Linked DNA regions of Mus musculus: all the other regions are linked to region 5. The links are chromatin contacts, called in public ChIA-PET, HiChIP or PLAC-seq and promoter capture Hi-C maps. All regions are on one chromosome and are shown on one strand. The core of a region is the stretch at or near the end of the contact, and the rest is flanking DNA. Distances in the headings are between cores, read along the strand shown.

Region 1 (3,718 bases), core at 523-3,022, 720 kb after region 5:
TCCCTTTCTCCCCCTGCCTCTCTTCTCTTAGCTGGGCCTGAAAGGCACTGTGAGAGAGTGGGTGGCACCCCAGGGCTGGAAGCACCTAGGCTGAAGTTGACATCAGATGGCCTCTCTTCGGGGAGATTTCTGTTCCTTCTGAGTCAGGAGTCACCCTGAGTGATTGGTTCCTGGCTAGAGGAGAGAAAGCCCCTGCTCCTCCCACTCTGATGCCTGCCTACTCCCTCTGTTGAGCAGCTCTGAGCTGAGCTAATGCACTAGGGCAGGAGATGGGACTGAAGGAGCCAGCCATGTAGGGAGAGCTTCCGAATTAGACAGGTCTGAGGTAGATGGATGGACGTCAGGCTGTCCAGTCACCCCTGCTGCACTTCTGTTCTCTGTGCAGCAAGACTGTAGTGGAGCCTGCCTGCTGAAGTTGGGAAGCCTGAAGCCCCAAGTGTGAGCTTCTCACATTGTCCGAGGGCCTGGGAGAGCACTTGGTCTCCTGAGGACGCCCAGGGACAGGAAGAGAGTAAAGAAGGATGGCATTGGAGCTGCTCCTCTGGTCACAGCTCCTCCCTGTGACCCAGATAGGCCAATCTGTCTCCAAAGAGAGGCCCTGAGGTGGTGGCTTCCCAAGCCTGATCTAGAGGTCAAGGAGACTCAGAAGTTTGTGTCAGCACAGGGAGATTGGCAAAGTCCTCACAGTGAACGGAGAGCTTGGGGGGGGGCGGGTCTTAGCAAGCTTTGACAGATGAAGCCATCAGGAGGGTCTGTGTGAGCCCAGCTCCTGGGCCACACTGGAGAACGGAAGCAGAGGGGAAAGCATGAAGGGAAGGCCAAGCAGGCTCTACCGAGGAATGCTTTCCGTCTAGGAGCTGTAACTGGAAGGGTGGAGGACAGCCTACAGTGGGGACCATCCTGGCAGTGAGGATGGTGTTTACAGTGAAGATAGGGTATGTCCTGGAGGTAGACCAGCTTGGGTCACTGTGCTCTTTAACCTGAAGTCAGCTGACCCGGGAGAGTGGGCAGCAGCCCAACCACTCTTTATTGGCCTAGGAGCCCTTGGTTACTCATTAACCCTGCGTTATGAGGTCTTCCTGGAACCTTTGGGGAGGAGGAACCAGCCACCATGCCAGCTGGGTGCTTCAGCTCCAAAGCGTATCCCAAGAAGCACGCGTTCAAATGGGGAATTTCTCCAATTTCCCACTGAGACGTCAAATTACTAGGGCTTCCTCAGCAAAGTCATAGGGAAAAACCAAAAAACTAATACAAATGTAGGATTTTTATTTATTTTTTATTTTTTTGATACGGGGTTTCTCTGTATAGCCCTGGATGACCTGGAGCACACTCTGTAGATCAGGCTGGCCTCGAACTCAGAGATCTGCCTGCCTCTGCCTCCCGAGTACTGGGATTAAAGGTATGCCTCGCCACCATGCCAGCTTTAAACGTGTTATCTTTCAAGAATGTGGTCCTACTGGGTGTGGGAGGTCGGGAGGTCTCAGTATGTGGCAGTGGGGGAACCCCACAATGGGGTCAGAGAGAGAAGGAATAGGAGAGAGACGGTGTCATACCGAGCTCTCTTGAGCAAGAGGAGTCTGCAGCTTGGGCTGGTTAGACTGGAAGTGGTGTGCGGGAGAAACAAGGGCATCACTGAACTGGCCGGGAAGGAACTCTTAATTTCTGGATAGACTAAGGAGGGAGGGAGGTGTGTCTCCTGCAAGGCCTTCAAGCCTCACCCCCACTCCCACACTCCACCAGTCTCCCCGCCCTGATCCACCAACTTCCGCCCAAGCCAGCCAGGATCTGTCACAACTCGAGGTAGAAATTCTGGTTTCCCTGGCCTGAAACCCACACTGGCTCTGGCAGGATGGGTGCCTGGAGGGCCGCGCGCCCGTTCCAGCCAGGCTGAGCCTGCTTGCCTTGCCTGGACCCCCTTCTTTGCCTCGGATGGCACCCTGATTCAGGGTTTGAACACAGGACTTCTCAGTGTGGCTGGCTCAAGGGTATGTGAGATGAGGCGGGGGCGGGGGAGGGGTGTGAACCTGCATTCAGTGGCCATGGGGGAGGCTGATTGCGGAGCTCTGGGGAGGCAGACAGGGGGGCTGGAGAAGTTGAGAGTCTGCCAAGGACTCCTGCCCAGGCCACTCCCAGGAAATACAGAGGGCAGCCCCACCACAGTGGTAGATAAACTGGCACGCCCCTATCCCTAAGAAGAAGGCTAGATGGGCCCGATTAAGCAAGAGTCAGAGCCCCTGGGGGCTGAGGAGAGGGTAGGCTGTCTGCCTGGGTTGGGGTGAGTAGCGGGCATAAGGTGTCACAGCACAGGCCAGCCTGGGGAAATCTACCTTTTGCATACAGGAACTAGTTCCCTAGAAGACCTTTGCCCAGGGCCAGAGATGATCAGAGCTCTGGAGCACGGGGCCAGGAGATGCTGAGGGGGCAAAGTGGAAAGGAATTTTTCTGTGAGTCAGGTGAGAAATGGCAAGGTAGTTTTTTTAATGGTTAGGTGACCAGAGGCACAGCGTGGGCCACAGCAGCACCCTATGCAGAGGGCAGCAGGAGGCACCTTCAAGGCTGGGGATGGATGGAAGTGAGACTCTGAGGGCCCTTCCAGAGAGGAACTTCTGCCCCCTGGGGCTCTCCTATTGGCCCTCAGGAAGGGTGTGGTAAGCATGGCTAACCCAGAAAGTGCCTGTTTCCTCAGAACCATCTGGTGACCATCTCAGGCTGACCATGGCCCTACCATCCCTGGGCCAGGACTCATGGAGTCTCCTGCGTGTTTTTTTCTTCCAACTCTTCCTGCTGCCATCACTGCCACCTGCTTCTGGGACTGGTGGTCAGGGGCCCATGCCCAGAGTCAAATACCATGCTGGTAAGTGTCTAGTACCTGGGAGGTATGGATGGCACCATAGAGATGAAGGGGCTGAGGAAGGAGAAGGGTGTGCCAGAGGGGACGAAATGGCACGAAGAAACAGAGATGCCAGGGAGCCTGGGAGGGGCTGGGAGAAGAAGAGGCCACCTGAGGCACAAGTTGATCTGTAAGGGAAGGAAGGGTCACTGTGACCCTTTTCTGCCAACTCAGTGGTTTTTCTTTCCCTCAAATGTCAGTCACTAAGCAAGGAGCCTTAAACTCCTGACTGCTTTTTCAGTACCAGGAGCTGGAAAGCTAAAGCTCGCTCTAGATTGTCTGAGGAGCTGGAGGGCCCAAGCCAACTGCAGAGGTCACACCGGGCCAGATCCTGTCCAGGAGACTGGGCATCAGAAGGGATCCTAGCAGCTCACCCAGCCTCGGTGGTTTCTTGAGGAGGCTGTTCGGTTACTGACACCTTTAGTTCCAGGAAATGCCCCAGGGGAAGTGCCACATATACCACACACCCACCCACCCACACACACACACACACACACACACACACACAGAAGTAAGTTACTTCTGTTCACGGATGTAGTTTAGCATCCTTCTGAGGCAAAATGGTAAAGGAGATGTAGCAGTCGGTGGATAGAGCGGCATCTCTGGGTGGGATGGGAGTGCAGGCACAAACAAGCCTGCGTTTCAAGGGGAAGTACAATGAGCTCTCTTCAGAGTTCAGGAGAAGCCAATCTAGGCAGTATTGTTTCCATTTTGTCTTTGGATTCCTCTTGGTTTCCAGGCTTCCTGAGGCCAAAAGAGTAACAGCCAGATTGTCCTCTGACTAAAGCAAAAGTCCACATGTGCTCACTAGAGACTTATCTGAGGTGC
Region 2 (3,366 bases), core at 413-2,912, 840 kb after region 5:
AATTGAGAAAGCTGGCCTGACACAGTCAGAAGATTGTCCAGAGCCATTCCCCAGGCTGGAGACAAGCAAGGAATATCGAAGACACTGCCCACGCTGTGTCTGACAGGCTGCTCAGCACTTCGAGGCATGACTGGTTACACAAGCCATTTCTGGAGAACTCCTCGGCCTGGGGATCACTGCTTGGGGCCCCTTGGTGGGATGGAAGCCGTGGCATCAACTTCCTATTTCCAAACAGGCCTACATTCCCTTTCGCCTCCTAGCTTACAAGGCCAGAAGAGGCAGAGCACATGAATCAAGCAGCTCTGGGTTTTCTCATGGCAGCCTCCATTCAGCAGGGCCTGAGGTAAGACGGAAGCTGGAGCTCCACCTCCTACTAGAAGGCAGAACAGTCAGCGTGGTCTCCACTCTTCATCTTCCCATGACTCAGCTCTGCGATCTACGTTTTACCTACACTCTGTGGACATGAGATCCTAAGGAAGAACTGAGTCACAGGGTGCCTGCACCGATGAACCCAAAGTCCTCCTTCCTAGTCAACAAAATAATTAGCCTTTCTAGTCTTTATTCCAACTCAAGAGTCCACAAAATGTAAGCCATAATGGATTTCATAGTGTATTCAAATCAAACCTATATATGTATATAAAATTTGAAATTTCTTTCTTAAAAGATTTACCTTTAATTTTTGTGCACTGGTGTTTTGCCTACACGTATGTCTGTGCGAGTGTCAGATCCCATAGTTACAGTTAATGAGCTGCTATATGGGTGCTGGGAATCGAACCAGGAACCTCGGGAAGAGCAGCCAGGGATGAGCCATCAATCAAATTCTGTTTTTTGTTTGTTTGTTTTTCGAGACAGGGTTTCTCTGTGTAGCCCTGGCTGTCCTGGAACTCACTCTGTAGACCAGGCTGGCCCAGAACTCAGAGATCCACCTGCCTCTGCCTCTTGAGTGCTGGGATTAAAGGCGTGCGCCACCACGCCCGGCTCAAATCCTTCCTTTTAAGGAAGAAACTGAGGCCCAAGGTCACATAGCGAGAGGGGCAAATGAAGGACATGAACCTGGTTTGGAGGACGTCAGTCAATGGCTGTTTCCAGTAAACCACAGGTGCCCGGTAGGGTTCTGAGCACCAGTCCCTTTCGGGTCTTCTCCACCCGTGACCCCCATCCTCAGCTGCCCCCAATTCCCACCGGCTCTCTCCAACTCCGCAAAGCCCCGCGTCACGCTAGGCTCACCGCGGCAGGGGTTCCTGCACTCGCTTCAAACCTCCCACCCACCCACCCACCCACTGCTTCTCAGCTCCTCCCGGGACGCCCGCCCGCACCCCGCTGCACCCCCGCCCTCGCCCGGCCCGCCCGCCAGCCGCAGGCCCCGCCCCTCGCCGGCCCCGCTTCCCCGCCGCGGCTGCACACACACACCCTGGCCCTCTCACCGGTAAAGCCGCTTGGTGTGGAGGACCTTTGCCTCGGGTTCGCTGCTCTCCCCTGGAGGAGGGCCTTGGCTCATGGTGCCTGGGCCCGAGGGCACCTCCTGGTCACAGGCCCCCGCCACCCACCACTGGCGCCTCCACTGCCGTCTCCAGCTGTACCCGCAGCCGCCACTGCCGCCGGCCCTGCTCGGCCGCCATCGCTGTGAGGCGGCTGCCTGAGATGGCTCCTCCTCCACCTATCAAATCTCGCGATAGCTGCCGCCAAGCCGCGGACCGGCGACCAACCCACCAAGTCTCGCGAAAAATTGCCTTCTCTCTCCGGGAAGTCAACCGAGCTGGTTGTGGGTGGCATGGCTTCTGCTGGGCTTAAGTCCTCGGGGGACACTTTATTGCCACAGATGTAGAGAAACTGAGCGTTCTAGCGCAGGCTCATCCGCCTAGCTCGTCGGCAGCCGAGGCAACCTGCAGCGAGTTCCCACCCTGCTACGTGCAGAGACCCTGTCTCAAGTTTAAAAAGAGCGCGCTGGCGAGATGACTCAGCGGCTAAAGGCGCTTGCGGCCAACCTGAGCCCGACCCCTGGAGCCCGCATGGTATAAGGTGAATTGACTCCAGCAGGTTGGCCTGAACTTCACACGCGAGCTCCGTGTCACGCTCCCTAGCCCCCAAAATAAAATGAATTTAAAAAAATTAAGTTTCCAGGGGAAAAGAAAAGAGACCGTAGAGTGCAAAGCTCGCCATGGGACAGCTAGGTGCTGGAGAAGTGACTACCCACATGGCAGCTCACAACCATCTGAAACTCCAGCTCCAGGGGGTCCGAAACCCTCATACAGACATGTTTAGAGGCAAAACGCCAAAGTGCATAAAATAATAAAACGAATGGGCCAGCTATCATTGAATCAGACATCGTTGCAGAAGAGGGGCAGCGAAAAGATTTTAAGATCCGGAGGTTGTGGAGATCGGCATGCACAAGGTCAAGTCAGCTGCCAAAATCCCAGCGCGCCTGAGGGGTGGCTCCTGAAGTTGCTTGTTTTTTAAAGGAATTCTTCCCGAGAGAGTTATTTATTTATATTTTGTGGGTGCATGCATACAACATACACGTGGCCAGAGAACTTGGGAGAGTCAGTTTTCTTTTAAAAGTGTGGTTCTCTGGGGAATCAGACTCAGGTAGTCAGGCTTGGTGAGCCATCTTGTCAGCCCTATTGTTTTCCTAACTATAAGGCGGATCTTTGGGGTTCTCTCTCTCTCTCTCTCTCCACATTATAATGGCAATGTATATACCACTATGCTCCTGGCTCCAGCCACCAAGTCTCCTTTCTATTCCTCAAACTGCCTCAAGTCTTTTTCCATCTGTTGGCTGCGCTGTTCCTCTACAGGGAACTTCCACTGGGTTTCAGCTTCAGTCACCCTAAAGAGGCTCTCACTACTGAAATTCTACTACTGATTTGGTGTGAACTTTAATGTTGGTTACCTGAACAGCTAGAAACCTTGTCACTTTGTTCTTTTCTGTACATGTGCCTAGACTAGCACTTTTTTTGTTTGTTGGAGTGTGTGTGTGTGTGTGTGTGTGTGTGTGTGTGTGAGAGAGAGAGAGAGAGAGAGAGAGAGAGTCTCTACATAACTCTGGCTGCTGGACCAGCCTGGCTTCAGACTCAGAAATCTGCCTGCCTCTGCCTCATGTGCTGGGATTAAAGGCTTGTACCACCACAGAAATAGCGCCTCATTAATAATAGATACCCAATAAACATTTACTGGATGAACAAACTTGCAGTGTCATCTTTTAGCCAATTTACTCTGAGCACCCTTTGATACACAAACCCACTTTTATACCCTGATGCTTCCCTGAGCTGGAAGCTCTTACAGATCCCAGAATACATTAAGTCCACACCTCTGTGCCCAGCTGCACCCTTACTTTCAAAAAGGATGACGTCCTCCTGTAGAGTCCTT
Region 3 (3,492 bases), core at 7-2,506, 560 kb after region 5:
TTGCTTTCCGAGAGAGCCTTATAATGTGAGTGTCCTGAGGTACAGGGAGGCGCCGTCCGCCTGAACCAGGCCCCCCTGGCTTCACTTATTCATCTACAAGTCCTCCTCGGCTTCACCACTTCCTGTGAGCTGAGGTGAGGAAAGTCATGGCATTTGGGAGGGCGTCTGAATACAAAGACAGGAATAAAGGACACTTGTAAAGGCGTGCTGGAGAGGTCGTATTGCAGAGTGTGCTGATAATTACACAGCCAGACTCCAGATGACAGGTGAAGGGCCCCCAAGCCGAGGCGATAATCGAAATATGGCTGAGGGGAGTGGGGGAACTGGGTTAACCGAGGCGGCTGGAGAACCAGGAGCCTGGAAGCTGATGAAACAGATAAGGGTGGGAACTACTCTGGGTCCTGGCACCGAGACGCTCAGGATGTGAGAAGGCATCCCAGCGACACAAAGGCAGCTTGCTTCACCTGATGGATCGGTTTGGCCTGGCGGAGAAAATGGGCGGCCGCTTGCTGTCTTGACCCCTAGCCACCCGCCTACCCCAGGCAAGAACTGAATCACAGCTGGAAAGTCCATCCGCAAGAAGAGGAGGAGCTGACTTTTGTCTTGGAGGGGCGGGAAGGTGGGGGAGGGAGCTTGGAAAACACCCCCTCCGGCCCCCTCCACCCGCTGGTGGGGACAAAGGGGGAACGACCGAGCCGGCGCTAGCGGGCACGGCCGCAAGCAACCCCCGGAACTGGGGTGCGGAAAGGGGTGCCCAAGAGCGTCGTCCCTAGGAACCCGACACGCTCGCCCCTCTTTCCCGCTCGATCCCTTACCGGAGCAACTTTCTTCCGAGCGGCCCAAAACACTCGGTCCCGCCGAACCACTGGTAACCCAGCTCAGCTCTCCTAGATCCCCGCACAGAAGCTGCGCGGGTGCTGGAGACGCGGGTCACGTTGCGGTCCTCCAGCCCCCTCCTCACGCGCTCGCAGCCCCACCCACCCCGTCCGGCCGCTGCGCGCGGACTCGGGCGCCCCAGAGCGGGCGGGGGGACGCGGGACGCGGGGCGGAGGCCCAGAGGTCGGCAGGGCGCCCGGTCGCAGAGCCAGCCCACCTTGGTTGCCTGCTCCTTGCTCCGGTCGATCCGCGCGCGAGTGAGGGATTCGATCCGAGACATAATCCAGCGTGAGCCGCGGGAGGACGCGGCGGCCCCGGGTGTCCAGCAACGGCGGGGGAGGGGTCCGGCCGCACGCGTCGGCCTCGGGGACAGGAAGTCTGAGTCCCCTCGCCCCTGCACCCAGCACCAGTTCCTCAAACCCTAGTCTCCTCCCCCACCCGAGCTCAGGAAGGGGAGAGGCGGAGCGGAGGCAGGGCGGGGTACCCGCGCACCGGACGGGACGCCGGGGTTAGTATCGCTGCAGTCTGCTGGACAGGGGTCCTTGGGACAGGTTCGAGGATCCCTTTTCCCTTTAGCGCTTAGGAACACTCTCTGACCTCAGCGACCTCCCTTAGCTCGGCTGTCCTTGAAAAACACCGGCGCCCATTCCGGGTAACTTCACTCTTTAAAGACCCTAAGGGGATTCTATCACCTTATCGGTAACTGGGAGACCTAGCCATAAGGGCTCACTCATCAAACAGGCTTGAGTACACAGACCGCTTTTACAATGTTGGACTGGTATGACAAGAGGGAGGGGGCAATGAAAGGGGAACTAGAAGCTTCATCGTTAACAGGCTTCACTCCCCCAAAAGAGTGAAGAAGGGGACTCCTTTCCAAAAGCTAGGAGTCCACAAGAGAGGGTTTTCCCCTCACCCCCCCCCACCCCCCGCCCAGCTTCTCACCCCTCTGGGCCTTGTGGACCACACTCTGACCATCCTTCTCAGCCCCACCTCTGCCAATTACTTTGGCAGTGAAGGTGAGAAGGCTCCACCTTTCCTGAGGCTAGCTGAGGAAATCCTTCCTTGTGTCCTGACACCAGTTTTCTCTGCCACAGGAGACTATAGAAACAACTTGGCCCTGTCTGGAAACGTTTGAGCTTGCTGAGGAGTGTGGGTGGGTTTTCATTTCTCTGGACCCTTTGAGTCAACCTGAGTTTCCTGCCACTGGGGAAATTCTCCAGTCTGCTCCGTTTCCACCTATCAAGGTCTCCGATTTCTCTGTAAAAACCTGAGCACCCTGGGGCAAAGTTTTGTAAAAATTTAGGGTACTACCTAATCTAGTCCCAAAAGTGTGTGGTAATGAGGGAGGGAGATGGCTAGGCGTGGTGTTGCACAGAGGCAGGGAGATTTCTGAGTTCAAGGCCAGCCTGGTCTACAGAGTGAGTTCCAGGACAGCCAGGGCTACACAGAGAAACCCTGTCTCAAAACACCGAAAAAAAAAAGAAAGAAAGAAAAAAGAAAGAGGGAGGGAGATGAGGCCCAGCCACTGTCACCAGCTTCTGCTCTGTTCTTCTCGGTAGCGGGGCAGGGAGGGTGGTGTTAGGGCTGCAGGTTTCCAGCCCAGCCCTGCACTCCTAGAGTGCCAATTTTAGCCTCAGTCTCTAATTTGGGCTCGGCTGCCTCATCCACCCGCTGTGCTGGTTGGGCTCCTCAGCTCCTCACCCCGGCTCTGCTCCCCTCCCACTCTGCTCCTCTGACCTATCTCCTGCCTAGGAACTCCCTCACCTTTTGTGCCCATTCTCCTGTTCAGGGTCCTTATATAGTAAAGGCCAGGGAAAAAGAAACAATGTCCAGTTCAGGCTGGCCAGATGAGGCAGAAAGGACTTTCCCAGACCAATTCTGTTTTCTCTGAAGGAATCCTAGGAAGGCCTCAGGACCTGCCATGTTCCTATTGGCTCTGAGCCTCCAGACTTGCCCCGCTTGAGTGACCAGCCAAAGCTGAGAAATGTACTAACAATCAGCTAGAGGTCAGAATGAGCTGCCTGGTTTGGGGGGGGGGGGGGCAGAGACCTCAATTTTCTCTAAGGCCTGAACTAGAAATTGTTATAAGCCAAACTCTTGAGTAACTAGTAAATCTAGGTTTCCCCCAGACTCTTTTGAGGGTCTGGTCAGTACGTAAAGCCCATGTGGAAGGTCTATGGAAGAAGAGGGTGACCTCCTCCTCTAGCCTTTTACTGTGTTTCCCCAGCCTCAGCTCGCTGTCTGCTCCACCTGCTCACCTCTCCCTTGTCTGCCCTGCAAAACCAAACCTTTAAAACTGTATTGAGTGCTCTATGTCTTCAGCTTGACTCCATTTCTGTTCTCTGGAGCCTCTGGAACAATGAACATTCTCCTTTCTTCTGGGGGTCTTCCCTTTCCCCAAACCCCTTCATTCTAGCCCCCACCCCCGTAATCCTACCAGTGACATCTTTGAGAAATTGTTTTTAATATATAAAAAAAATTTAAAAACCTCTGCCAGTATCTAAAAGTAGCCAGTACTTTCTTTGGCTCATTCAACTTGAAAAGGGGGGGTGGGGGGAGGTACCATTGCCATAGACAACTAGAGGGGAAGGGTCTGGTTTCCAAAGGGCCATCGGA
Region 4 (3,564 bases), core at 1,035-3,534, 670 kb after region 5:
CATGCCTGGCCTCTCCTGCTCGCTCGCGAAGCTCCTGGCATTGGTTTGTGCTTTCACAGAGGAAGGCAGACACTGGTCTTTGGGACACAGAATTAGGGATTAGGGTGGAAGGACTCCCTCTGAAGATCAGATTTAGGACTAAAGCCATCTTGATTGTAGTGGTGACACAGATACTTTGCTAAGAGCTCAGTACAGTTTGGGATGAAAGCCCTCCTTCGTACCTTTTCCACAAAATGGGGGCGGGTAGGATAAGAAGGGTTAAATGTGGTTTTGCTACTGAAGCCAGGAAGAGAAGCCAGGCCAGGGAGGGATTGGGGGGTGGGTAGGAAGGGCTGAGACAGCGGGAACAGGGAACAGCATGAGCCCCACTGCTCACGTTCCACCACTGGCTCACCCACCCGCCTCTGCTTCTTGGTTAGGAAGTAGGGGAGGGAGAAGCAGAAGAAATGGTTTTTGCTGTTGTTTTGTCTGGGAAGTTGAATGGCAACCACACAGCCCGAGGGACTACAGGGAAAGGAAGCCATGTCCTAGGTTCCCTCCCCTAGATGCATCCTGGGTCCTCACCACACTGGAGTCACCCTCACAGAAATAAGAACTCTCCCAGAACCCAGCGCAGTGGCAGTGGCACGTGCCTTTGATTCCAGCACTCTGGGGGCAGAGGCAGGCAGATCTTTGAGTTCGAGGCTGGCCTGGTGTACAAAATGAGTTCTAGGACAGCCAGAAGTTCATAGAGAAACTCTGTCTTGAAAAAACAAAGCGCCAGGCGCACGCCTTTAATCCCAGCACTCGGGAGGCAGAGGCAGGTGGATTTCTGAGTTCAAGGCCAGCCTGGTCTACAATGTGAGTTCCAGGACAGCCAGAGCTATACAGAGAAACCCTGCCTCGAAAAACCAAAAAAAGAAAAAAACAAAAAAACAAAAAAACAAACCCCCCCCCCACCACCAACAACAACAACAAAAAAAAAAACAAAAAAAAACAAAAAAAGCAGCAGCAACAACAAAATCTCTTAAGAGTCCCAACTCAAGCCCACTGCCTGGACCTGCAGGAACTGCAAGCTAATCAGCAATGGACAGGGGAAAGCACATGGCAAAAGGGGAAGGAACATGGCAGAAGGGGATGCCAGGGCCAGTAAGGCTTAGGCTAGGGTTACAGGAGAGGATTAGACAGCTGATCGGGAGTCTTTGATGGAGGCTGGAGACCCCGGGACATGGAACCAGGGGACCAGGTTACTGTATTGGGAGATCATCTAGTCAGGGCCCACCCAGAACTGGCTAGACAGGCATGCAGTGGCTGAGGAGGGGGTAGCTTTGCTGTTCTTGCTCACACCGTTTAAGATGGAACCAGGATGGAGACCCTGCATTAACAACCCTCTGACCCCGTTCCTCTTTTCAGGCCCTTCTCGAAGCCACAAAAATCTGGAACCTGGTGTCCTGGCCATGTGCTGAATGCACGCACAGCACAGCTCTGGTATCTGTTTTAAATTATCCATTAAAATAAGTACAGTCCTGGAAAAAAATAAGTACAGTCTTGGATTTGGTTGGGTGGAGTGAGCTGAAGAAAGGGGCTGAAACGAGGGATTTCAGCAGCCCCTTTTTCCAGCTGTCTAGGTCCAAATGAAAGGGGAGGGGGGAGTGGGCGGGGCCAACTTCTGGCTTCTATTCTTGGCCTTCTCTTGGGGACTGAGGCTTATTTCTTAGATCTAAAACCCAATGTTTGGTTTTAAAGCCAAAAATATAAGGGAAGTGCATAGGTTTGGGTTTTGTTTTTTGTTTTTTCCCGAGGTCCTTGATCTTTGCCCCCAAATTTGAGGGCATAAAGTAATCCCTCAGTTACCTAAAAACACAGCCATTCCTTTGCCATTCCACTCTCCTGGATTGGCCGCTTCTGTGCGCGGGGGAGAGGTGACTCACTATTACTACTGAGGAAAGGGGAGCCAGTGGTGGAAGTGGGGTGAGTCACTGATGGGCAGCAGCTTCAGCCCTCCCCCCAACTTCCTTGGCTCTCTGGGGATGCCTGATCCTCTCCCTCACTTTGCACCTACTTCCCCTGGTCCCTCACCACTACCCTTTGCCCACCCACTCAAATTCTTTGGCTCTGCTCTTTACTCCAGAAGGCCAAAGGCAAGCTTAGAGTTGAGTAGGCAGGAACCAACATTGTGAAGCCCCAGGCCAGAAAGGGGTGTTCTGCAGAGTGAGGGTTGGCATGCTGGCTCCTCCTCACCATACCTGCCCCCGCCCCTTTGGGTACAGGATGGCTCCTTTAAGAGCAGTGGATCCACCCCCTGTAGAGGAGGGCCTATTAGAGCCTCTGCCTGGCTGTCAGTGACTCAGTGTTCGCGGGAACGCTGCCTCAGCCTCAACACCAGCCAACCCAGATCCCGAGGTGCGCCAGCGCCCAGCCCAGATCTCCACGCCTGCCAGGAGCGAGCTTCGCCGGCTCGCTGTCCCCCTGAGCAGCCTCTGTCCTTCTGTCCAAGTCCCGCGCCCTTCTCGGGACCCCTGCCCAGCGGGCAGCACTGTCACCCTGCCGGCCATGGAGACCCCGTCACAGCGGCGCGCCACCCGCAGTGGGGCGCAGGCCAGCTCTACCCCACTGTCGCCCACTCGGATCACCCGGCTGCAGGAGAAGGAGGACCTGCAGGAGCTCAATGACCGCCTGGCCGTGTACATCGATCGCGTGCGTTCCCTGGAGACCGAGAACGCGGGGCTGCGCCTTCGCATCACTGAGTCTGAAGAGGTGGTCAGCCGAGAGGTGTCCGGCATCAAGGCGGCCTACGAGGCCGAGCTGGGGGATGCCCGCAAGACCCTTGATTCTGTGGCCAAGGAGCGCGCCCGCCTCCAGCTAGAGCTGAGCAAAGTGCGTGAGGAGTTCAAGGAGCTGAAGGCTCGGTGAGTGAGGCCCGGCCGGCCGGCACCAGGGAGGCAGCAGTCGCCTGTAACTGGCCATCTAGTCCCCTCCCTCCCCGGAACTGCCTCCCGCGGGTGACTGGCAGTGCCAAGGGTAATAGACATGATAGGACATAGAAGGGAGGGGGTCTCTGTGAGAGGGTGGGGGATATAAAGAGTGGTGGGGGCATTGAGACCAAGTAGCGTTGGTGACAGGGCCTATGCTGTCAAGGTGGGATTTTTCAGTCATTTGGAGCTTGGGGGATGGGCTTGAGGAAGGTAGAACAGGCTCTACCAGGTCTTGGAACTCCCGAACGCCGCCCGGGACACATCAGAATGGGTGAAAGGGTTTTATTAGAACTTTCTTGGTAGGTTTGGCACTTTGCCAATCTTGCCCAACGTGGCTCTGAACACATGATGTCCACTAAGACATAGCGCCCACACTGACATTTGTCCAGTGGTACTGTAATGGAGTTACCAAGGCTGCATAGCCCCTTTCTCCCATGGCTGTGTAAGCACGGCCTTCTCCTGGTTCTTTCTAGGAGCTGAGAATGTCTGGAGCTTTTCCTAGACTCTCAGGCCCACCAGAAGCACACCAGGAGATCTGCTCCCCCGCAGCTCCCACAGCCCTTGGCCTCCCTGGTCGAGGAATGCAAGGGAGGGTGGGGAGGGAGACCGG
Region 5 (3,648 bases), core at 509-3,008:
GGGTGGCGGTAGAGGTGCTGGGGCTGGAGCAGGAGGCTCGTAGGCTGGTGGGGGCTGCTGGAGACAAGCCTTAGACATCACCTAGTCCCTGTAACTCAGTCATCTAGTCTGTGTGCAAGCATTACCCAAGTCAGCAGCATATCCCTACAAGTTGGGAACCTCGTTGGGTTTTTTGGTTTTGTTTTTGAGAAGACAGGCACGTGGGTTGATCTCAATCTTACAATCCTCCTGCCTCAGGCTAAGCACTGGGATTGACAGCTCTGTGCCACGTTCCTAAGCTACTTATGTAAGTTGGGCAACTCCATCAGAGCTGCAGCAGTCCTGTGCAGCCTCTTACATCCAATGCCATCAGCAATTATCCACATCTAACTTTTCTAATTTTTAAAATTACATTTACCTATTGTGTGTGAGTTCATGTGTGTGTGTACACTCTCTCATGGTATGCACATGGAGGTCACATGACAACTTATAGGAGTTTGTTCTCGCCTTCATCACCTTCTTGGGGGACTGGCTGAAGTCAGGTTTTAGTCTAGGCTGCAAACTGAGCCTTTACCCATTAATCCATCTGACTCTTTGTTTTTTGAGGCAGGGTCTCACATGCCATCATGGTCTCCAACTTGTTACTAGCTAAGGGTGACTTCTTATACACCTGCCTCTACCTCTCAAATGCTAGGATTATATACTCGGGCCACCATACTGGGTTCATGTAGTGCTGAGGGCTAGGGTAGTGCACTTGGTAGGCAACACTCGACCAACTGAGCTACATCCCCACAGCTCCCCCACACCCTTACTTTCTTTTACTGCCCTCCTCATATGCCCTCTGATCGCACGGGTTTCTCAACTATGACTAGCCCCAACCTTGATGCTCTTCAAACAAGTCTTCCCTGGACCGACTTCTTTAACTCAAAACTAGATGACCCTTTTGTCCGAGATTAGGTTTGGCTTGGCTAACGTCTCTCGGGAAGCTAAAAGCACACCACTTCATCATTTGGTTGCATTAACAAAGTCCCCAGGATGCTCAGACAGAGCTCATGGTACACTCGGCTTTCCCTGCTCTTCTGTGCTCCCTCTAATTGCTCACCTCTCGGTTCTCAAAGGGGTTGTAGACGTCCAGCGTGGCATACTGCTGGCTGGGTCGGTGCTGGATCACAGCTGGGTCCTGAGAGCAGAGACGGGGCTCAGCGGGCAATCGGTGTCAAAGGAATTCCTAGGAACTTCCCGAAACTGCTCGTGGTTCCAAGTACTGAGCCTTTGGTGCCACGCCGTTGTTCCCAACATTTGCCTTCAAGTCTATCACTCTACATAGCTAGAACCCGCTCATTAAAGGGGCAGAGCCCGCAACCCTTTAGCTCCCCATGTTCACTGGTCTCGAGCTACCGCCACCTTCACATAGCGACACTTCTACCCTGGGTCAAAAGTCACAAATGGGAATAGCATTCCGACCCCACAGAACAGTATGCAGACTGGCCAAAGAAGGCCGGCGCAAATCACCTGAAAGGGATTGTCAAGCTCGCCGGAGTCGGGGAATGGATTCCCGGTGTCTCTGCTCTGAGCCATGTTTGCAAGTGAACCCGGCCGCCCCTGCCCTACACGCCCCTGCCCCGGCAGTACGGCGGTGGCGGCCCAAAGAACTCCCTCCGGTGTGCTTGGTCCACTCGCTTCCCTGTGCTCCAATTGGTTGAAACAACCGGAAGAGTCGCGAAGATTCCCGCAGCAGCAGTGGACTGCGCCTGCGCCTCAGTTGGGGGGGGGGGAGGAAAAAAAAACCCAAAAGCGGGAAGTACCGCACGTGATATCCCTAAGCCAGTCTCCGCAGCCCAGAGTCACACTTCCTCCACGTGACTTCCTAGCAGGCATGAACTACATATCCCAGGTAGCTTCATGTTAAGCAGCTCAGAAGGTATCTTTGCGCACAGGTTAGTGGCGGGAAGCTCAGTTTTCTTCACGGGTTTCTGGATCTATTGAAGGGCATAACTTCAAGGCTACTGTCACTATCCATTTATTTACAGGGCCAAAGCTATTTCCTGACATTCACTACTCTAGATCACACAAGTTCTACCTGATTGCATCTACTTTAATTTTTACTACCTCAGAATACAAAGTGCATATAAGTGACTCTAAGTTGGCAGGACAAAGAGGCCTTTATACCCAAATTCAGATGGCTACCAATTATTTCACTCCTTCACCCCAGTACCCTCGAACCTCAAATTCCAGGGATTGGGGGGGGTCAGATGAAGCATGTCATTTTATTTCACAAAGACTGTACAAAATCCCTTATAAAACATGGGGTAGACACCACCTGGTTACGTCATTCTGCCCCCCATCCACCTCCACATGAGGGGCAGATGAGGTTGGGAGAGTGTAAATAGTAGTATATACATGTCAGGGGTTGAATCGATAGGTACAAGTTCTGTCATATTTACACTATTCCACATATTCACAGGTACAAAGGAGCCAGGGGCTGGAGAGAGGGCAAGTTCTGCCTCTGTTCTTTTGTATAAAAAAGCACCAGTGTCCTGGATTGGACACCCACTGCTACACAAGGAGCAGGGGGCCCAAAGCCTAATTGTCACCGACTGATATCCCGACTGGAGTCCCACAACTTGGTGTTGGGTGGCTCAGTCCGAAGGCAGGCGAAGAAAGGATGCTGAAGGGCTTCACCTAAGGTCAGCCGCTTAGCAGGCTCATACTCTAGCATATTTTCAATCAGATCGAAGAGCTGGTGGTGGTCCTCTGCCTCTGAGGTCAGATACCGCTGGTGGAGGGCAGGAAGAAGGTAAGGCAATGCCTTACAAACTTCATTCTCTTTCTTTCCTTTTCAAGACAGGGTCTCACTGTGCAGTCGAGGCTGTTCTGGAGCTACGCACTGCAGCTGACTTGGAACACCTGCCTCGGCCTCACAAGAGCCTCTCGAGTGCTGGGATTGCAGGCCTGTGTCACCTACGACTCCCTGCTTCCTCTAAAGCCCCACTTTTGCTCTTTAGAAAAAGAACCAAAGTTCGGCTTGCATGGAATTTGAAAGCTACCTTATCACAACATTATGTGGTCATAATATTTCTGATATTACAGCTCAACCTACCTTCCCACTAGCACAATTAATCCTTAATATTCTGTTTTACTTGTATATACTTGTCAACCTCATGACTCTTCCTTAGCTCCACATTAAAGTGTAAAGTGTAAGCTTTTCAAAGGTAGTTTATTCTTTTCTGTCTGCTTTCCTCTGGTTGTCTATAGATGAGGTTATCTGTGAACCCTCGATCTCCTCTGTCCACCGTTGACCAAATTATCTTCTTTCAATGTTCCTCCCCCTCCTGCCCTAACCTCCACTTAGAAAATGCACTCCAGGGACCAACCACCCGAAGAAAGAAGCAACCTTTAGATGGTGGACAGTACTTCTCCCTGGCCAGGCTCACCCGCAGAGGTTTGCAGTTCTCACGAACGTAGCGCCCGGCTGAGGTGTTCTCATCCCAATCCAGGCGACCCCGATAAAAATATTTCTGTTTTCTGGAGGGGAAGGGGAGGTTTGTGCATCAGAAGGCTCCATTTCTATAAAACCCTTTCCCTTGTTTACCCAAGTAAGTGGGGGCTAGGGAGATGTCAATGAAAACAAGAAAATGATGCCTAACAGACAAATTCCACGAGGAGAGA
Region 6 (3,629 bases), core at 22-2,521, 550 kb before region 5:
CACAATCTTAAGGACCTGAATCTGAATCTCCAGAACCCAAGAAAAACAAAACAAAACACAGTGTGGTATAAAAATCAGTAATTGTGAGACACTTGAGGGTATAGGGGACCAAGAAGAAAAATTCCTGGAAGCCTGAGGGCCCAGTTCCGAGGCTGTCCTTTGTCGTAGAAAGAAGTACAAGTGTGCCTGTACATCTGCAACATTAAAAGTTGGTTGTTGGAGTAGGGTTTTTTTGGTTTGTGTTTTTGAGGCCATCTACACAGCTTTGGCTGGCCTGGGACTCAGAAATACCTGCCTCTGCCTCATGAGTACCATCATACCCCCCAAATTACAACACACACACACACACACACACACACACACAGTAGTAGAGCATTTGCTTATCAAGTGTGAGGCTATTGGTACATCCCATATAGCTTTTTAAAATTTTGAAGGATAAACCTGGGTGGGACATGCCTGCAATTCCAGCTCTAGGGAGAAAAGACTGGTGGCTTGCTCAAGGGCAATCAAGGCAACACAAGACAAGTAGAAACTGCCTCAAAAGCAAACAAACCAGCATGGTCAAACCAAGGCAAGGAACAGTCCTAATCCCACCACAGGGTCAGTTTCCATCCCCGCTGCTTTCCAGAATGACAGATCCAGTGCTGTGCACAGCATGAATCCTCGGAATCTGGGTTTTTCTGTTCAGAACGTTGCAGCTGGGGCTCATGTACGACATCACAAGTTCATTTTAGTGCTAAGTAGAATTCCACGAAGCTTACCCAGTGCGCTACAGAAAGACACCCTTCTTGGCCATAAAGCAAAAGACTTCCCCCTGCTGGTTAGTTGAGATAATTTAAATTTCTCAGGAAGTTGAAAAAGCAAAGAGGATCATGAGAAAAGTTGCTCATGTTGGGCTATAGCGGCTCAGCAAGGCATCAGGGGTCTTAGCAGAAAGAGAAGGGGTGTCTGCCCCGGCCTGGGTCCTTGTCTGGCTTAGACGCTGGTCTATCTTCTGACCAGCCTCCTTCCTGAGACTGCTCAAAGCTACAAGAACTAACTGAACAGAAATCCCCAGAAGGGCTGGCAGTTCGGCTTGAGAAGGAGAACGTGACCCTCGTAATTCACACTACGCGAGCCAGATATGAGGGTGCAGACCCCGCGGGCTTACCTGTGGGTCCCCTGAACCCTTGAGACATAGTGCCGGCAAGGCCCGCACCTGTGGCCGTAAGATGGCTGGCTCCCCAGAGTTCACTTTCGTTTCCTTGAAAAGGCTTCCCCGCCCAACTGTTGGGCCAAGAGGAGGGAGGGGTTTGCTCCCGGTAGCCGAGCAGCAGCATCCTGCCCACCATAAGGGCTGGGCCGCCGTAGTCCACGCCCACCGCCTTCCTCACCACTCCACCTCCACTAGCAGGGCACTATATACGTTCTCTGAGAGCTTGGGAGCTATTTACTTCACTGACAAGCTTATTTTTGTTCACGGTATTTTGGAAAGCTTCACTCAACAGCGCCCTCTCCGCCCTGTGAGGAAGTTCCTTTTCCGTGTTTAATCCCTACTGCTTGCGAGATTTACAAGTCTGTCCACTCCTAGAGTGACCATTGGCCAATGCCCTGTCCCCACTAGCCTGTCCTTCATTCCCCCTGTTGGCTGCTCCAAACTTCCTATCTTTTTGTAGATAAAATTCTTTACCTTCACGTATTCTGTTCTTTAGCCTAGAATGTTCCTCCCCCTTTCCTTGTTTTGTTTTTGAGACTTCAGAGGAATTCCACTTCCATATCCCTGGGTACCTGATGCGTTTGTACCAGTGTCAGCACCCAGCACATGGTGCAAGTAGGCCAGCATATGGCAGTCTGGGCATCTAGTGTATGCTACAACGTCAGCACCCAGCAGCACACACAGTGTAAGTAGAAGCCCCAGCATGTAGCAGTCTGGGCAAGATGGATGGCTCAAAAGTCACTCCCAATCATGTCCTCCCTGTTTGGTATAGCTGCCTGCCTTCAGTGCTCCCGGGGGCACTCCAGTGGGCAGGGCTGTTCTCGCCTATATCCCCTGCACAGTGAGTCCCAGACAGTCATAGGTGAGTGGATAATAGTGCACTCTAAGTAAAACAATTTGCGGAACAGAAACTTGGGGGGGGGGGGATAAAAAATGGCAATCAACACAGGAAAAGAGCTCAATCTTGTGCCATCAGGGAAACTCAGGAAAGGTCACAGTGAGTAGGTGTTCTTGTCCACTCACCAGTGTGGCACCATTAACTAGCACATAGGAGGACCAAGAAGGAGCAACCCCAGTCACTGCAGGAAGTCATTACTTAGAAACACACCCCATGGTTTAACCATTATATGCATTTAGCAGGATAAGCTACACAACACTGAAAGCAATCAAACTAAAATAAGCAGATGTTCCCACCTTAGGATATTACACAGCAATTGAAGTAAAAACCACAGCCAAATGCAGCAGATGGGAAACAATGTAACAATACTGAAAGAAGACCTCCTGTCCCAAACCAAGCAAAACCAAGGTCAATCATGTATTGCACAAGACAGGTTCAAGTCCAAGGCATTCTAAATGGAAGGAATGTTCTGGGGGCTAATGATCCACTGAGGACCCGCAGACAGTCTCATTCCTAAACTTTGTCTCGCTCCCTTGATAACTGTCCTAACTCTCCCAGCCTCACTAGGTGGCACCTCCACTGCAACCTGGGGCTGTTTACCTTTTCCAGGTTTTCCCCTCAACTGGAGGGCCTTGGGAACAAACAGGTGACAGTCCTGTCACAAGCAGCTTACTTCCCTAGGAGCTTGGGAGCCTCCTGCCAGGTTCCAATTCAGAGGGCTACTCCTTAGTCACCACCCAAATAACTAACTCAGTTGTGTCTAAAATAAGGTATCACAACCTCCCCCTTGGCGCTTGCAGGCCAGGAAGATTTATTTATTTTATGTATAGGAATACACTGTAGCTATCTTCAGACACCCCAGAAGAGGGCACCAGATTCCATTACAGATGTTGTGAGCCACCATGTAGTTGGTGGGAATTGAACTCAAGATCTCTGAAAGAGCAGTCAGTGCTCTTAACCACTGAGCCATCTCTCCAGCCCCGAAACATTCATTTTCTAAACTCACAGGGCCTTCCCCAGCAGTCTAACTTGCTCAAATAATCTGGGAGGCTTTCAGGAGACAAAAGAATGATGTATCACCTAGCTATACCGACCCTGAGAGATGTTCTACAGATGTTGATAGCCACAACCAGCTTTTGGTTTTGTTTTGTTTTTGAGACAGGGTCTCATACAGTTCAGGGTCACCTAAAACTCCTCCAATATACAGCTAAGGCTGACTGACTCTGAGCCCTTATAATTCTGTCTCTCCCTTCCAAGGGCTTCTAATTTTGAAATTACTAGAAAGCAAGAACTGTTTTGGGTAGCTGTCCCCCTTCCCCCCAAAAAAGAGGTCTCCAGAAGAAGGGACATCCTTTTATTACTGAGTCAGAGTTCTCCAGTAAATGAAAGGAAAAGACGTGTATGCCAGTAAGGTTAGTGGTTACATAATAAAGTTATAATATTAACGACAATGCCAAAACAACTGTCAGAACAACAGCTAACAGTCCTGTATAGACCATTCCGAGTGCACATCACGCACATTTAGCTTCATGGGCA

What was found. Promoter capture Hi-C pulls out the DNA fragments that hold promoters and counts their contacts. ChIA-PET counts read pairs in DNA pulled down with a chosen protein or histone mark. HiChIP or PLAC-seq counts read pairs in DNA pulled down with a chosen protein or histone mark.
Region 1: a contact with region 5 is called in an RNA polymerase II ChIA-PET map of memory CD8 T cells, with 47 read pairs. The contact joins the promoter of Sema4a here to the promoter of Scamp3 in region 5. A contact is called at or near these places in 2 of 115 datasets of contacts at active chromatin or transcription factors (memory CD8 T cells and pancreatic cancer cells) and 1 of 9 other capture datasets (pancreatic islet).
Region 2: a contact with region 5 is called in an RNA polymerase II ChIA-PET map of memory CD8 T cells, with 11 read pairs. The contact joins the promoter of Smg5 here to the promoter of Scamp3 in region 5. A contact is called at or near these places in 5 of 39 promoter capture datasets (hippocampal neurons, liver, pre-B cells and 1 more), 1 of 484 Hi-C or Micro-C datasets (B cells), 3 of 115 datasets of contacts at active chromatin or transcription factors (astrocytes, bone marrow-derived macrophages and memory CD8 T cells) and 1 of 9 other capture datasets (liver).
Region 3: an H3K27ac HiChIP or PLAC-seq map of microglia shows a contact between it and region 5, with 8 times the contacts expected there. The contact joins the promoter of Arhgef2 here to the promoter of Scamp3 in region 5. A contact is called at or near these places in 8 of 39 promoter capture datasets (the 3T3-L1 cell line, the HPC-7 cell line, cranial neural crest and 5 more), 13 of 115 datasets of contacts at active chromatin or transcription factors (astrocytes, bone marrow-derived macrophages, craniofacial prominence and 10 more) and 3 of 9 other capture datasets (adipose tissue, liver and pancreatic islet).
Region 4: a contact with region 5 is called in a promoter capture Hi-C map of embryonic stem cells. The contact joins the promoter of Lmna here to the promoter of Scamp3 in region 5. A contact is called at or near these places in 2 of 39 promoter capture datasets (embryonic stem cells and liver), 5 of 115 datasets of contacts at active chromatin or transcription factors (bone marrow-derived macrophages, embryonic stem cells, pancreatic cancer cells and 2 more) and 1 of 9 other capture datasets (liver).
Region 6: a contact with region 5 is called in a promoter capture Hi-C map of liver, with 2.9 times the contacts expected there. The contact joins the promoter of Adar here to the promoter of Scamp3 in region 5. A contact is called at or near these places in 2 of 39 promoter capture datasets (liver and pre-B cells), 1 of 484 Hi-C or Micro-C datasets (B cells), 1 of 115 datasets of contacts at active chromatin or transcription factors (memory CD8 T cells) and 2 of 9 other capture datasets (adipose tissue and macrophages).

The regions. Positions count from the first base shown.
Region 1 is chr3:88,453,815-88,457,532 of GRCm38.p6, reverse strand. It overlaps Sema4a (sema domain, immunoglobulin domain (Ig), transmembrane domain (TM) and short cytoplasmic domain, (semaphorin) 4A), which reads left to right and starts at 1,772. Exons shown (of 15, transcript NM_013658.3): 1 at 1,772-1,985; 2 at 2,687-2,854. The coding sequence starts at 2,716.
Region 2 is chr3:88,334,556-88,337,921 of GRCm38.p6, reverse strand. It overlaps Smg5 (Smg-5 homolog, nonsense mediated mRNA decay factor (C. elegans)), which reads right to left and starts at 1,662. Exons shown (of 22, transcript NM_178246.3): 1 at 1,425-1,662. The coding sequence starts at 1,498.
Region 3 is chr3:88,618,923-88,622,414 of GRCm38.p6, reverse strand. It overlaps Arhgef2 (rho/rac guanine nucleotide exchange factor (GEF) 2), which reads right to left and starts at 1,256. Exons shown (of 22, transcript NM_008487.4): 1 at 1,094-1,256. The coding sequence starts at 1,156. It overlaps Gm20652 (a long non-coding RNA gene), which reads left to right and starts at 1,310. Exons shown (of 2, transcript XR_375820.2): 1 at 1,310-1,384.
Region 4 is chr3:88,502,072-88,505,635 of GRCm38.p6, reverse strand. It overlaps Lmna (lamin A), which reads left to right and starts at 2,284. Exons shown (of 12, transcript NM_001002011.3): 1 at 2,284-2,888. The coding sequence starts at 2,533.
Region 5 is chr3:89,175,501-89,179,148 of GRCm38.p6, reverse strand. It overlaps Scamp3 (secretory carrier membrane protein 3), which reads right to left and starts at 1,758. Exons shown (of 9, transcript NM_011886.3): 1 at 1,492-1,758; 2 at 1,082-1,159; 3 at 1-54. The coding sequence starts at 1,557. It overlaps Gm45927 (predicted gene, 45927), which reads right to left. Exons shown (of 19, transcript NM_001310017.1): 11 at 3,414-3,504; 12 at 1,082-1,159; 13 at 1-54. It overlaps Clk2 (CDC-like kinase 2), which reads right to left. Exons shown (of 13, transcript NM_007712.4): 12 at 3,414-3,504; 13 at 2,062-2,755. The coding sequence ends at 2,570.
Region 6 is chr3:89,728,360-89,731,988 of GRCm38.p6, reverse strand. It overlaps Adar (adenosine deaminase, RNA-specific), which reads right to left and starts at 1,271. Exons shown (of 15, transcript NM_001146296.1): 1 at 1,151-1,271. The coding sequence starts at 1,178.